2 separate regions of the Macaca mulatta genome follow, and region 1 is linked to region 2. A link is a contact called in public Hi-C data. All regions are on one chromosome and are shown on one strand. Each heading gives the region's core, a stretch centred on a gene start, on an enhancer-like site or on the middle of the called end of the contact. The rest is flanking DNA. Distances are from core to core; before and after follow the strand shown. Region 1 holds the start of LYPLAL1 (lysophospholipase like 1). Region 2 holds the start of TGFB2 (transforming growth factor beta 2).

The links. Hi-C and Micro-C count contacts between places; a contact is called where the count stands out from the background.
Region 1: a Hi-C map of liver shows a contact between it and region 2, with 5 times the contacts expected there. The contact joins the promoter of LYPLAL1 here to the promoter of TGFB2 in region 2. A contact is called at or near these places in 4 of 14 Hi-C or Micro-C datasets (fetal cortex germinal zone, fetal cortical plate, fibroblasts and 1 more).

The regions. Positions count from the first base shown.
Region 1 is chr1:76,931,569-76,937,910 of T2T-MMU8v2.0, forward strand. LYPLAL1 (lysophospholipase like 1) reads left to right here and starts at 4,246. Exons shown (of 5, transcript NM_001266865.1): 1 at 4,246-4,343. The coding sequence starts at 4,253.
Region 2 is chr1:76,070,837-76,077,389 of T2T-MMU8v2.0, forward strand. It overlaps TGFB2 (transforming growth factor beta 2), which reads left to right and starts at 2,445. Exons shown (of 7, transcript NM_001266518.1): 1 at 2,445-2,897. The coding sequence starts at 2,552.

The DNA.
Region 1 (6,342 bases), core at 2,996-5,495, 860 kb after region 2:
GTAATCATTATCCATTCTCCAAGGCTGCATTTGGTCTGTGTTTGAGGAGCTCATGTATTCCCCTACCCCTAATGCCAATGCCATCTCAGTCCATCTCACAATGCCCCAGGTGACCCATCTGCTCTAAAAACAGAATGAGACCACGCACATCTAGTAGTAAGGTGAAGTAGAGGAACGACCCACATCTGTATCTAGAAAGACTGGACTGAAAAAGATTAAGGCCCTCAGAACTGAAGCAATGGTTATACTAAAATTTATAATCTCATTTTTTAAAAGTATAGTTTTGCTGTTTTGTAAGAATTCAAGACCTTTAAGTTTTTTTCTAGTTTTTCTTTCATGAATGGACAGGGGGAATGTATAAAAGAAATCGTTTTGTTAATCTATGAAAAAATGTTAAATTACCTAAAGCTGAAGCATTTTGTGCAATGTGTATGTATTGTTTATATATATGTGTTTCTCTCTCTGTCTCTGAATGATGCAACAGATGAAAACTAACCAATAGAGAGGATATGGCTTGATGCTTAAGAATGAGTCAAACAACAAATGGGTAACTGTATACTGTCTGCATGACTAATGCAACTTCATTTAACTGTTATCATTTGAAAACCCCAAGTATACTAATCTTGTTCGTTGTTTTTGTTCTTTTTTGAGACAGAGTCTCGCTCTGTCACCCAGGCTGGAGTTCAGTGGTGAAATCTTGGCTCACTGCAACCTCTGCCTCAGGGTTCAATCAATTTTTGTGTCTCAGCCGCCCGAGTAGCTGGGATTACAGGCATGCGCCACAAGGTCTGGCTACTTTTTTTTGTATTTTTAGTATAGATGGGTTTTCGCCATGTTGGCCAGGCTGGTCTCAAACTCCTGGCCTGAAGTGAACCGCCTGCCTTGGCCTCCCAAAGTGCTGGGATTACAGTGAGTCACTGCACCCAGGCAAAATATACCAATCTTAACGGCTGAACTTTCAATTGTTTTTCTGTTTTGAAAACCAAGTGTGGCCTAAAGCATTTCTCAAAACACTGACGAACAGTAAACTAAACTGCGACTTTGCCATTTATATCGTTAGATCCTAATAGATATTGAAACCCTGCAAAATAGGAGATTTTTTCTTTTTCTTGCTTTTTTTTTTTCTTTTGAGACAAGAGTATTGCTCTGTCACCCAGGCTAGAGTGCAGTGGCGTGATCTTGGCTCACTGCAAGCTCCGCTTCCTGGGTTCACACCATTCTCCTGCCTCAGCCTCCCGAGTAGCTGGGACTACAGGCACCTGCCACCATGCCCGGCTCATTTTTTTGTATTTTTTTAGTGGAGACAGGGTTTCACCATGTTAGCCAGGATGGTCTCGATCTCCTGACCTCGTGATCTGCCCGCCTCGGCCTCCCAAAGTGTTGGGATTACAGGCGTGAGCCACTGCGCCCCAGCCTAGTTGCTTTTTTAAGTTTAGAACTGAAATTACCAAAAGGAGGGGCATATAGGTTGGCAGAAAGCAAATGAGTAGCAACAGAAAATAATTAGGAGCTATACAAAGAGTAAAAGAATGCATGAATAGGAATCTTCCAGTGACAATATACCCCCACCTTCAATAGGGCAAAAGATCCACCATAAAAGAAGCGAATAGTCATCCTGAAACTTAATTACATTTCAAAGTAGTATAGTAACATGAAAGGAACAAAACATTTTTGTTCAACAGTTTGCCTACCAGATGGGATCTCTAAATATAGTAATCTAAAACCTTTGCTTGTCCTATACACAAATAAAGATGAAAGGAATAGCAACAATAGCTAAGCATTTGAATCACTTGAAATAAAATAGCACTTGAGTTAAGTTTGGAAGAATCTGGCTCATTCTAATAATGAATCTGGGAAGGCTGGAGTTCTCAGTGAAATTCAGAATACAGAAGGTTGCTTCTGATATCTACCTGTTTAAACTGGTAGAATAGTTGGAAGAACAAATCAGGAACTAATAGCAGGAGATTTGGGGAAAACTAAAGAAAAACAGGAACACCTAATAGAGATTCTAAAGGCCCACAGTACAAATTCCAGACTTTTGTTTTTGAAATAAGAGTTGGGACATGCCCTTGCTTTATTTCTGTGCACTCCTGTGTAAATGTGGGTAATAGTTAAGAACCTATGCTCTGGAGGCAAGTCCAGCATGTGAATCCAGGTTCTACAATTGACTGGCACTATGACTTTGAGCCAGGTTTCTTACCTCTTTGAGCCTCGTCGACAAAAGCAGATAGTGATAGTACTGAGTTTTATTGGAATTAATTTATGACAGTTTTTGGCACCTACTGAATCCCATGAATATTAGTTGCTTATTATTATTATTAATCATTACTCTTAAATAATTATATTCTGATTTTTTGCTGTCTCAAAAGCATGGGGTGGTGTACAGTAAGATTTTCTGGTAGTAAATGGAGTTCTAAGAGTAGAACTCAAAGCCTTCCCTGGCATATCTCCAAGTGGTCTTTCCTAGTAACACTGCCCTCTTCTCACCTGGCTAGGGAAGGTTATCTAGAACTTACATGGGGAAGGCAGGTCAAAAGACAGAGGCATTTTTTAAGAATTGACTATCAGAGCTCAGCCTACCCTCATTTGTCCTCCTTAGGGATTTCACTTATACAACTCTCAGCTGCAGATCTACAGGCTTTGGAGAAATGACTCAGAATTTCTTTTCGATCTGGTTAACTAATGGCATGTAGGACCATTCTGGTTGATGGCACTGGTATTAATACAACACTATGATAGCTTAGAGCTGATTTTGGCAACTGACGTTTGATAGTAAACAGTTTAGTTACCTGGAAGTAGGGTGATTACATTACCTGGAACAAATAAAAGATAAGTCGTAGTTGCTTAAACATGATGCAGACTACAATGAATGGAATGCCAGTGTTTAATGGCACTTAAGCTTCTACTGGATTATTTTGTTGAATTTTACATGAGGAAAGAGCAACCTGCTGGGACCACTGCCTTCAGTATTAAAAGATATCTATGTTTTGGCTTTCATAGAGGAAATAATTCCATTTTTTAGTATTTTTTAAATTGTGGTAAAATACATATAAAATTTACTAAGTGTACAGTTCACTGGCACTTATTAACAATGTTGTACAACCATCATCACTGTCCATTTCTAAAAATGTTTCACTACCTAAGCAGAAACTCTGTACTCATTAAACAACAACCTCCCAACCCCCTTCTTCCCTTAGCCCCTGGTAATTTCTACTCTACTTTCTGTCTCTATGCATTTGCCAATTGTAGATATCTCATGTAAGTGGAATCATACAATTATTTGTCCTTTTGTGTCTGGCTTATTTCACTTGGTATAATGTTTTCAAGGTTCATCCATGTTGTGGCATGTATCCGAATCGCATTCCTTTTACAGGGTGAATAATATTCCATTCCAATATGTACATAGCACATTTTCTTTATCTCTCCATCTGTAGATGAACATTTGAGTTGTTTCCACCTTTTGGTACTTGTGAATAATGCTGCTATAGAACACTGAAGTACAAGTATTTGTTTGAGTTCCTGCTTTCATCTCTTTTGGGCATAAACCTAGGAGTGCAACTGCTGGATCATATGTTAAGTCAATGTTTAACTTGTTGAGGAACCACCAAATTATTTCTATTGCTGCAACATCATTTTACATTCCCATCAGCTATGCACAAGGTTTCTAATTTCTACACATCTTCACCAATACTTATTTTCTGTTTTTTTAAATCAAAAAAACAGAGCCATTCTAATGGGTATATAAGGTAGAATCTCATCAGATTTGCTTTGTAAACTATTTATTAAAAATAAGACACACGAAGTTATTATTATACACTTCCCTTACCGTGTGTATCAAAAGCTGCAAACATCCTGTGCGAGTCCCAAAGTGAAAGGTAAAATATCGCTCTATCTATTACATTTTAAACATAATAACACTAATAATTTCTCCAAATAAGGTAATCTTGAGTTTGGGGATTTCATTTAAAAGTCCTAGAGCAAATGCTCAGGGCATAAACATATCCATTAGTCATTACAGAAGTCCATACGAGGCTGACACACGTAGAATACCATTATTAGCAAAACTAAACTTAGTACACTTACAACTGCCTCAAACTTGACCCCAAAGTATCGAAAGCTCCTCGGAGAGCTGGCCAGCCGCAGTGCGCATGCGCACTCTCGGGCGTGCCCCCGCCCGTGCCTGCGTATTTGCGTGCGCGGTCCCGCGCTGCAACGCTGGGGCGGAGCCGCATGACTGGCAGTGGTATCAGCTATGGCGGCTGCGTCGGGGTCAGTTCTGCAGCGCTGTATCGTGTCGCCGACTGGGAGGCATAGCGCCTCTCTGATCTTCCTACATGGCTCAGGTGGATTCAATTTTACGTCCTGGTTTTCTACAGCTCGGGAAACAACTTCCCCTCGGTTACCCCAGTATTGCCCAAGTGGAGGTGTCGCCGGGCCCAAATAGGGCCCAGTGGGTGGCTCCCCCGTCGCCAGCCCCTACTGTGGATGCACGGGCAGCGCCACCTGCCCCCAGCAGCTCTCCTTAATCTTCCTCTTTCTATCGGGCGGTCACTGGCCCACCACCCTCGCTTTGGGGCCTTGTGTCCCGCCGCTCAGCCGGCTCTCCATCCACACAACATTCTCTCCAGTGCAACCTTTACCACCTCCCCATTCCTCGCCCCAGGTTTAAACAGAGCGAGTTAGTAAGGTAAGTCTTCTGCTAGAGGGAAATTATTTAGTGTTTTTCATGATCAGCTACTAGAAATTTTTCAGTCGTAATTGCCCATTGCTTTCTCCAGGCTCCCATACTAGACAATTGAGATTCACAGTTAATCTTAGATACTGTTTACAGAGTATCTCTTTTCTGTAACCCACTGTGCCATGGTTGGAGTGTTTTCTCTCCCTTTCCTTTTTCCTGCTTCTCTCTCCTTCCTTCCCCTTTCCCGCCTGTGTCATTAAACTTCCAAGATAGACTACAGGGGCAGGAGCCCCAGGGGCAGGTTATCTTCCACTGCTTACCCTTAGTAACGTGTACTTAATGCTGTATCGTTTCTTAACATTCATCTGTAATCACTTTTGTCAATCTTCACTGGATTGTGAGAGTAAGGGCCCTTGTGTCAATCTTTGCACCCCCAGTGCTTGGCCCAGGGTAAGCTCTCAGGAAATGTTTTTTAAAGAAATGAGATGCAGCCGGTGTCCTCAGGGGGCCTACCTAAAGTTAAAAACAAAAACAATCCAATTAGTTTGAGTCAGCAGTGCATGGAAGATCACAAGACGGTGCGTGGTTTCCTGCCAAGTGAATTGTAAGAGAAAAAAATGTGGTTAGGCATTATTAAGGCATTTGGAAGATGAAAAGCTTGTCAGACTTTTCGAAGAAAGTGGTCTTTGAGCCGAGACGGATAGGCTTAAAAGGGACTGTGATTGGAAGGGAATTGGAAAGGTACTGGGCAGAGACCTGGAAAAGGGCAATTGTGGGACGTATTCTCTTTATTTTGAAAATGAGGCCAGACAGGTTCAGCAGCTTGGCCAAGGTCTCTTAGCTGTTACTGTGAGTAGTGGCGGATTTGGGATTAGAACCCAAAGCTCTCCGACCTCAAACTCAGGGCTTTGGTGGGGTAAGGTGAAAAAGCTTGAACTAGGATGTATTGTTTTGGAGATAGGGAAGAAGAGGGCCAATAGTGTTTAAAGGAAAAGACTTGGCATACATTTAGAAGGTGAAGTGTTTAAGATGACAGCGGTACTTAATAACTAGGAGACTGGTGATACTATTTAGGGCTCCAAGAGTGTTCATTTATAAGTACCCAGAAATTCCCCAACACTGTACCCTTTCTCATAATCAATTCTCATTATATTTAGGAAGAACTCCTAGACTATGTTCTTTTTTCCCCTGGACCTCTTTGCTAAAAGTAACTATCCTTTTTTTAAAATTTCAGATTACATTTTTATAACCTGTAATGATATGTCTCTAAAATTCAGAGTCATGTATGTATGTATTTTTTCCTTTGCACTTTGAACCAAGAATTTATGCAAAGAATTCTGCCAAGTATGCGAGTATAATGTGATTCCTATATGTTTAAATATCCATTGAAGTAAATAAAACCTTATTGGGAGTAGGTCTTTATCATCCAGTAGGTCTTTAGCAGCTAGTGATTTTACATTAAACTTTAATATATGCGGTTATGTTATAGGAGATGTTTGGTTTCTGCTTAATTAGAATATGGGCAAAGCAATTCTAACAGTTTAATCACACTCAGTTTTACCATACTGTTAACCAGTTTTAACAGTTGTACTATGGAATAAGGTACTAGCTTTTTAAAAAGTGGACATTGTGAATGCATAGATGTTGTTTTGCAGCTTCATTCT
Region 2 (6,553 bases), core at 1,195-3,694:
GAAGATTAAATGACCATACACAACACACATCAAATTACTAAGTGTAGGATATGTTAGCTATTATTATTTTATTTATTCAATGCTCTACTAATAATCTAGGCCCCATATACATCTAAAGTATAAATTTCAAAAGTGATAGAAAGTTCTTTGTGACTTTTCTGAACTAGGGAACATCTGAATTGGGAATAGTATAGAGATCTTGGGTTTGGGGGTAAATTCAACAGAGTTTCCAATTTAAATCATCTGTCTAGTCAGTATGGCTGCAGAGTCATGCCGAAATGAAAATGTTGACTTTGAGTAACTAAAGGTAAAATAAAAGAAAAAGGGAAAGTGGAACAGTGGTAAGAGTTTTTCTTGTATTCATCTAATTTAGACTTGGTTGAAATTGAAAATGTCAAGTTATGAATAGTGTAGAACAGTAGACATCAAACACTAAAATTCCAGCTTCCTGGATTAATGCTGTGGAAAGAATGAAGTTGGTTGATAATGTTTAGCCTAGCAAGAAGGTGAAGAGAAAGCCATACAAGAAGTGGCTTAGGCAGCAAATGATAAAGGTGACCATTCAAGTCAGTGAAACAGACAAATATACCTTATTCTTTAGGTAAAATTGATGGATCTCTGTTTTCCAGCAGTTCATAAACAGAGGGCTATATTGTAAACAACAAACTAACAAAATAAACTCTAGGATGGCAACCTGTTAAGGCATCCCAGAAAATTAGAGGTAGGACATGAATTTAAAAGATTGGAAGGTATGTCTTCAGGACTGGCCTGGCCCTGAGTAGACTGGTGCTCCCTCCCACAGGGGTGTGTGTGCACACATAATACAGGAGGAAAGCCTTCCATTCTAGGGCAAGTGATTCAGTTTGGGAGGCTGTGACTGAGTTCCACTAAGTAAAAACGGGAAACTTGATTGTCCTTCAACAGACCTGTCCAAAATGACTAGAAAGTAAATACCGTAAATCACTATTGTCAGGGCGCACATTCCACCGCCTTCCTCCCTTCCCCACAGCGGTCCTCATTTCCACACCCCCTCAACGGTTAGGGGAGAGCTCGTGGTCTAAGTAACGAGAGGACTTCTGACTGTAATCCTAGCACGTCACTTTGTTGAAGGCAGACACGTGGTTCAGAGAGAACTTATAAATCTCTCCTCTCCGGCAAGATCGTGATGTTATCTGCTGGCAGCAGAAGGTTCGCTCCGAGCGGAGCTCCAGAAGCTCCTGACAAGAGAGAGACAGATAGAGATAGAAAGAGAAAGACAGCAGAGCGAGAGCGCAAGTGAAAGAGGCAGGGGAGGTGGATGGAGAATATCAGCCTAACGGTCTAGGGAGTCATCCAGGAACAAACTGAGGGGGCTGCTCGGCTGCAGACAGGAGGAGGCAGAGAGGGTCTATTTTAGGGTGGCAAGTGCCTACCTACCCTAAGCGAGCAATTCCACGTTGGGGAGAAGGCAGGAGAGGTTGGGAAAGGGTGGAAGTCCAAGGGAGCCCCTGCGCAACCCCCTCAGGAATAAAACTCCCCAGCCAGGGTGTCGCAAGGGCTGCCATTGTGATCCGCAGGGGGTGAACGGAACCGCGACGGCCGATCGTCTGTGGCTGGGTTGGCGTTTGGAGCAAGAGAAGGAGGAGCAGGAGAAGGAGGGAGCTGGAGGCTGGAAGCGTTTGCAAGCGGCGGCGGCAGCAACGTGGAGTAACCAAGCGGGTCAGCGCGCGCCCGCCCGGGTGTAGGCCACGGCGCGCAGCTCCCGGAGCAGGATCCGCGCCGCCTCTGCAGCCTCTGCGGCCCCTGCGGCACCCGACCGAGTCCCGAGCGCCGTGCGAAGCGCACCCTCCTCCCCGCGGCGCGCCGGGCTCGCCCCCAGCGCGCGCACACGCGCGCACACACACACACACACGCACACACGTGTGCGCTTCTCTGCTCCGGAGCTGCTGCTGCTCCTGCTCTCAGCGCCGCAGTGGAAGGCAGGGCCGAACCGCTCCTTCTTTAAATATATAAATTTCAGCCCAGGTCAGCCTCTGCGGCCCCCCTCACCGCGCTCCCGGCGCCCCTCCCGTCAGTTCGCCAGCTGCCAGCCCCGGGACCTTTTTTCATCTCTTCCCTTTTGGCCGGAGGAGCAGAGTTCAGATCCGCCACTCCGCACCCGAGACTGACACACTGAACTCCATTTCCTCCTCTTAAATTTATTTCTACTTAATAGCCACTCGTCTCTTTTTTTTTTCCCCATCTCGTTGCTCCAAGAATTTTTTTTTTTCTTACTCTCCAAAGTCAGGGTTCCCTCTGCCCGTCCCGTATTAGTATTTCCACTTTTGGAACTACTAGCCTTTTTTTTTTTTTTTTTTTTTTTTTTTTTTTTTTTTTTTAAGGAATTCAAGCAAGATACGTTTTTCTATTGGGCATTGATTAGATTGCTTGCAAAAGTGTCGCATCAAAAACAAAACAAAACAAACAAACAAACAAAAAAAACCCAACTCTCCTTGATCTATACTTTGAGAATTGTTGATTTTTTTTTCTTCTGACTTTTAAAAACAACTTTTTTTTTCCACCTTTTTAAAAAATGCACTACTGTGTGCTGAGCGCTTTTCTGATCCTGCATCTGGTCACGGTCGCGCTCAGCCTGTCTACCTGCAGCACACTCGATATGGACCAGTTCATGCGCAAGAGGATCGAGGCGATCCGCGGGCAGATCCTGAGCAAGCTGAAGCTCACCAGTCCCCCAGAAGACTATCCTGAGCCCGAGGAAGTCCCCCCGGAGGTGATTTCCATCTACAACAGCACCAGGGACTTGCTCCAGGAGAAGGCGAGCCGGAGAGCGGCCGCCTGCGAGCGCGAGAGGAGCGACGAGGAGTACTACGCCAAGGAGGTTTACAAAATAGACATGCCGCCCTTCTTCCCCTCCGAAAGTAAGTACTCATTTTGACTTCCATCCCCCGAGGTTTAGCGCTGCCCGGAGCTCTCAAAAACGCAGCAGCTCCCGGAATCGCCCTTCCCTCTCGCGGTTCCCGTTCGCTTTTTTCCCGTTCTCCTGTCCTTCGCCCCATCCACCTCCTTTCCAGTTGTATGCCTGAGGCCACTAGGCTTTAAAATGTTTACTTTGTACTTTATTTTCTCCATCTTTCCCTTCCCCCTAACAATTCAGCGCTTTAAAAGGCGTTATTCTCTTTTTCTCTTCACTGAAGTTCTTTAGTCCGCCACCAGCTAGGAGTCAGCCCCACTCTGTCAAACTGAGGTGCTCCCAGGGGCAGAGTTAAACTGGGGAATCTTGGTAGGTTTGTTTTCTTTGCTCCGATTGGCGTGGACCGCGCCGAACTGGTGCACGAAGGGTTAAAAAAAAAAAAGTGTCTCAAAGCTAGCCTCTCCGGAAAGCGCCCCCTTTCCGTGCTGACCTATCAACTGGTTCCCCAAGTCTTCTCTATTGTCTCTAACTCCCCTAAAAATGTCAGCATCGCCGAGACAAAACTCGGTTTGGAGACCCCTCGAGAAACCTACCTGGAAACCCTCAGTCCTTGATGTGTCGTTTGCTATCACTAGGTGTTTCATTACCCAAAGGCAAAATCCTATAACCACGTTCCCTTTTCGCTTCACCTGGAGTGTAGAAAGGACAACTCCGTTTCTGACTGTTTTAAAAGGTTTTAGTTCACGTTATTTTTCAGAATACACTCAAACCTGCCTTCTTCAGATCTCCAGTGTAGCAGATCTTTTTTCTTACGGGTCTCTTATCCTGCTCTTGCCTTTTCGTAGGCTTCCTGCACTTACTTCAATGCATTCCTAAAACTCAGAGTAGATGATAGCCGTTTTTTTTTTTTTTGCAAACTGGCTTCTCTGAGAACAGTGTCCTCAAAACCAGCTGGCATACGGTAGCAATAGGAGTGAAATGATTTATTGTAGAGGAAAGGAAGAGACAGTGTAGAATTATTTCAGAGTGAAAAAGAGAGAGAGAGAGAGAAGAAAGAAAAGAAAAGAGGCAGCATCATTCACTGATACCTGAGAGGGTTAAATACCAGGAAGAAGAAAAAGCAAAGTAGGGGCGGTGGGGGGTGGGGGGAACCTCTTCAACATTTGTGTATTCCAAATCGCAAGTCATAAACTTTTCATTGGTTGCTCATTTCTCTCCTCCCCTTTCCATGCCCTATATACTTGCTGGCTGCCTTTGCAAAGTCTCTGTGTCTTGCCTAAATAGATAATACAGCCATCTTGGTAATTTTATCTTAAAGGTTCTAATTGCAGGGTGGTGCTTTTCTTTTTTAATATTTATTTTTAATTTGGCAAGTGCTAGCTATGTGACCTGCCATGTCTTGTACTTGATGGTCTCGGAAGTCAGCCCATGTATCTAACCCCAGTCTTCCTAGTGACCTTTATTTTGCTGCAGCTTCTCTTGTTCTTGTTCAATAGCAGAACAGATGCAGAGAATTCTGGCAAGCAGGATGATTTTATTATTGTAATTATGGCGCTATCCATAACAGTGGTGATAAATACACTCCACCCCTGGGTATCCCCTTTGAGAAGTAAAGTTTTCTATCTGGGGTGGAGCCAAGGAGATATTAGTAAAGAAAGTTCATTAATTAGTCCAGAACCATTGAGACAAACAAGGAGTTGAGTCAGTTTGCTTTCTCTAGCACATGCATTGGTTCTACTGGTATTTGGGCAGAGCGGAGAGTATGTTATGTAGAACCTGAATAGCTCATCTTTCAATGTTTATATGCAAGAGGTCTAATAAACTCCCAGTGCTTTTATAACACAGAAAGGAGCTCTGATCTCATTACTGAATAGGTGTGGAGAGAGCAGGTAACCCAAGAGGGCATTAGTTCTTTGTTCTCTCAAACACACTTCAGTCTGAGGAGCTGAGATGGTCTAACCCGGGGTCATGATCATCAACAAACTGGAAAAATTTCTAGATTATTAGGAGGATTTCAGAGTATGGCATTTAACATCAATGTGTGGATTCTCCTCTCCATTTCACCCCAGCCACCAAATAAATGAAAACCTCCGATACATCCAGGATAAATAAAATATGCTGCCAGTTTTCATACAAAGAAAACAGGCTTTAAAAAGTCTGTATTCTGTGTGGAAGTTTAGGAGCAGAAAGCCATATTAATAGCAGGTTCGATACTACTGTGCAAGGACTGGATAATTTTATAGAAAATAGGTTAACTGATTTTCCAGCACTTTCTAGTTATACTGGAATATAGCAAACCTTTCCAAAAAAGAAAAAAGAAAAAAACGTATTTTTAAAAAGCAAATTGAAAGTACAGTATTGGCTTATATACTAGCTTTCCCTCTTTAGGACTTTTCTGCCTAACTTTTAACTCAGCTGTCACTGAAGTGGCTGTGGGGAGGGAGTGTGCCTGCCATTCCTTGCAGTGAATCTGGCGAGGGTCATAAGCCCCAGAGATGAAGGCATGGGAAAGATCACTGGTTCATTTTTTACCACCAACTTATTAGCGTTCAGGGAGTGACTTCAGCTCAAGTATTACAAATATGCTCTAATTATACTCAATGAGCTATATATCATTACAGATTGCTGATAGCCCTTTGTGGGACATTTTATAAAGTTCAGACTACATATTTTTAGCAATGTGGAGATTTAAAAGTAAAAATATAAGAGATATTGTATATGCCCTCAGGCATATTTTGTCTTAAATATTATCCTTGGCCAAGTGTACTATATAAATACAGTAAATATGAATAGAACTGGCCAGGTGCCAATCTCCTAGGATGAATTTTAGTCAAGAATGTATTTATGGGCTATAAATAATACTGTGTCAACATTTAAAGAAGGAGTCTGATTAGTTTTGAATTTATTCGTATTGATCTTTTCACGTGCTGTTAGTTTAAGACTCAAAGTGGAGTTATGCTAAGGTTTACCGATAGTTTGCCCACTGGGAATTAGTGGACCTCTAGTAGTTTAACAATCCATTTGAAGTTCGAGGCACATCTATTCGAAAGATGCTGCACAAGGTTTTAGAAACTTAGAAACGGTGATTCAGTTATACACAGGAAGAATTCAAATAATTGACATGTAAAAATCTGTAGAGAGTTGGACAATCAAAAAGAGGAAGAGACACAAAGTTTCATTGTCTTTCTTTTCTCTCCCCTTTTCACTGTAACCAGTCAGCACATGTTGTGGTTCTAACCCTGGTGATTTCGTACTGCCGCCATCCCCCCACCTCTACTCCCACTGGAACATTTGGCAATGTCCGGAGACACTTTGGGTTGTCATGACTGGAGGTGGAGGGGTGCTACTGGTATTTAGTGGGTCAGCCAGGGATGTTTCTAACCATCCTATAATGCACAGGGCAATGCCCCCTCCCAACACCAAAGAATTATCCTGGCCACCATGTCAGTAATGCCCCTGTTGAGGAGCCCTGGTATTTGTTTGGGGTTACTGAATTCTGTTAACAGTACCATTTAGAAAATAATAACAAAAATAAAATATCTTTATGATCAAAGGATATTCAAATGAGAATACTGAATAGGAGGATAGTCAGACACTTATCTTAATTAAATGGAGTGTGGATTAGACCATTGTATATGGTATGTACTTTATTTTTTGTGGTCT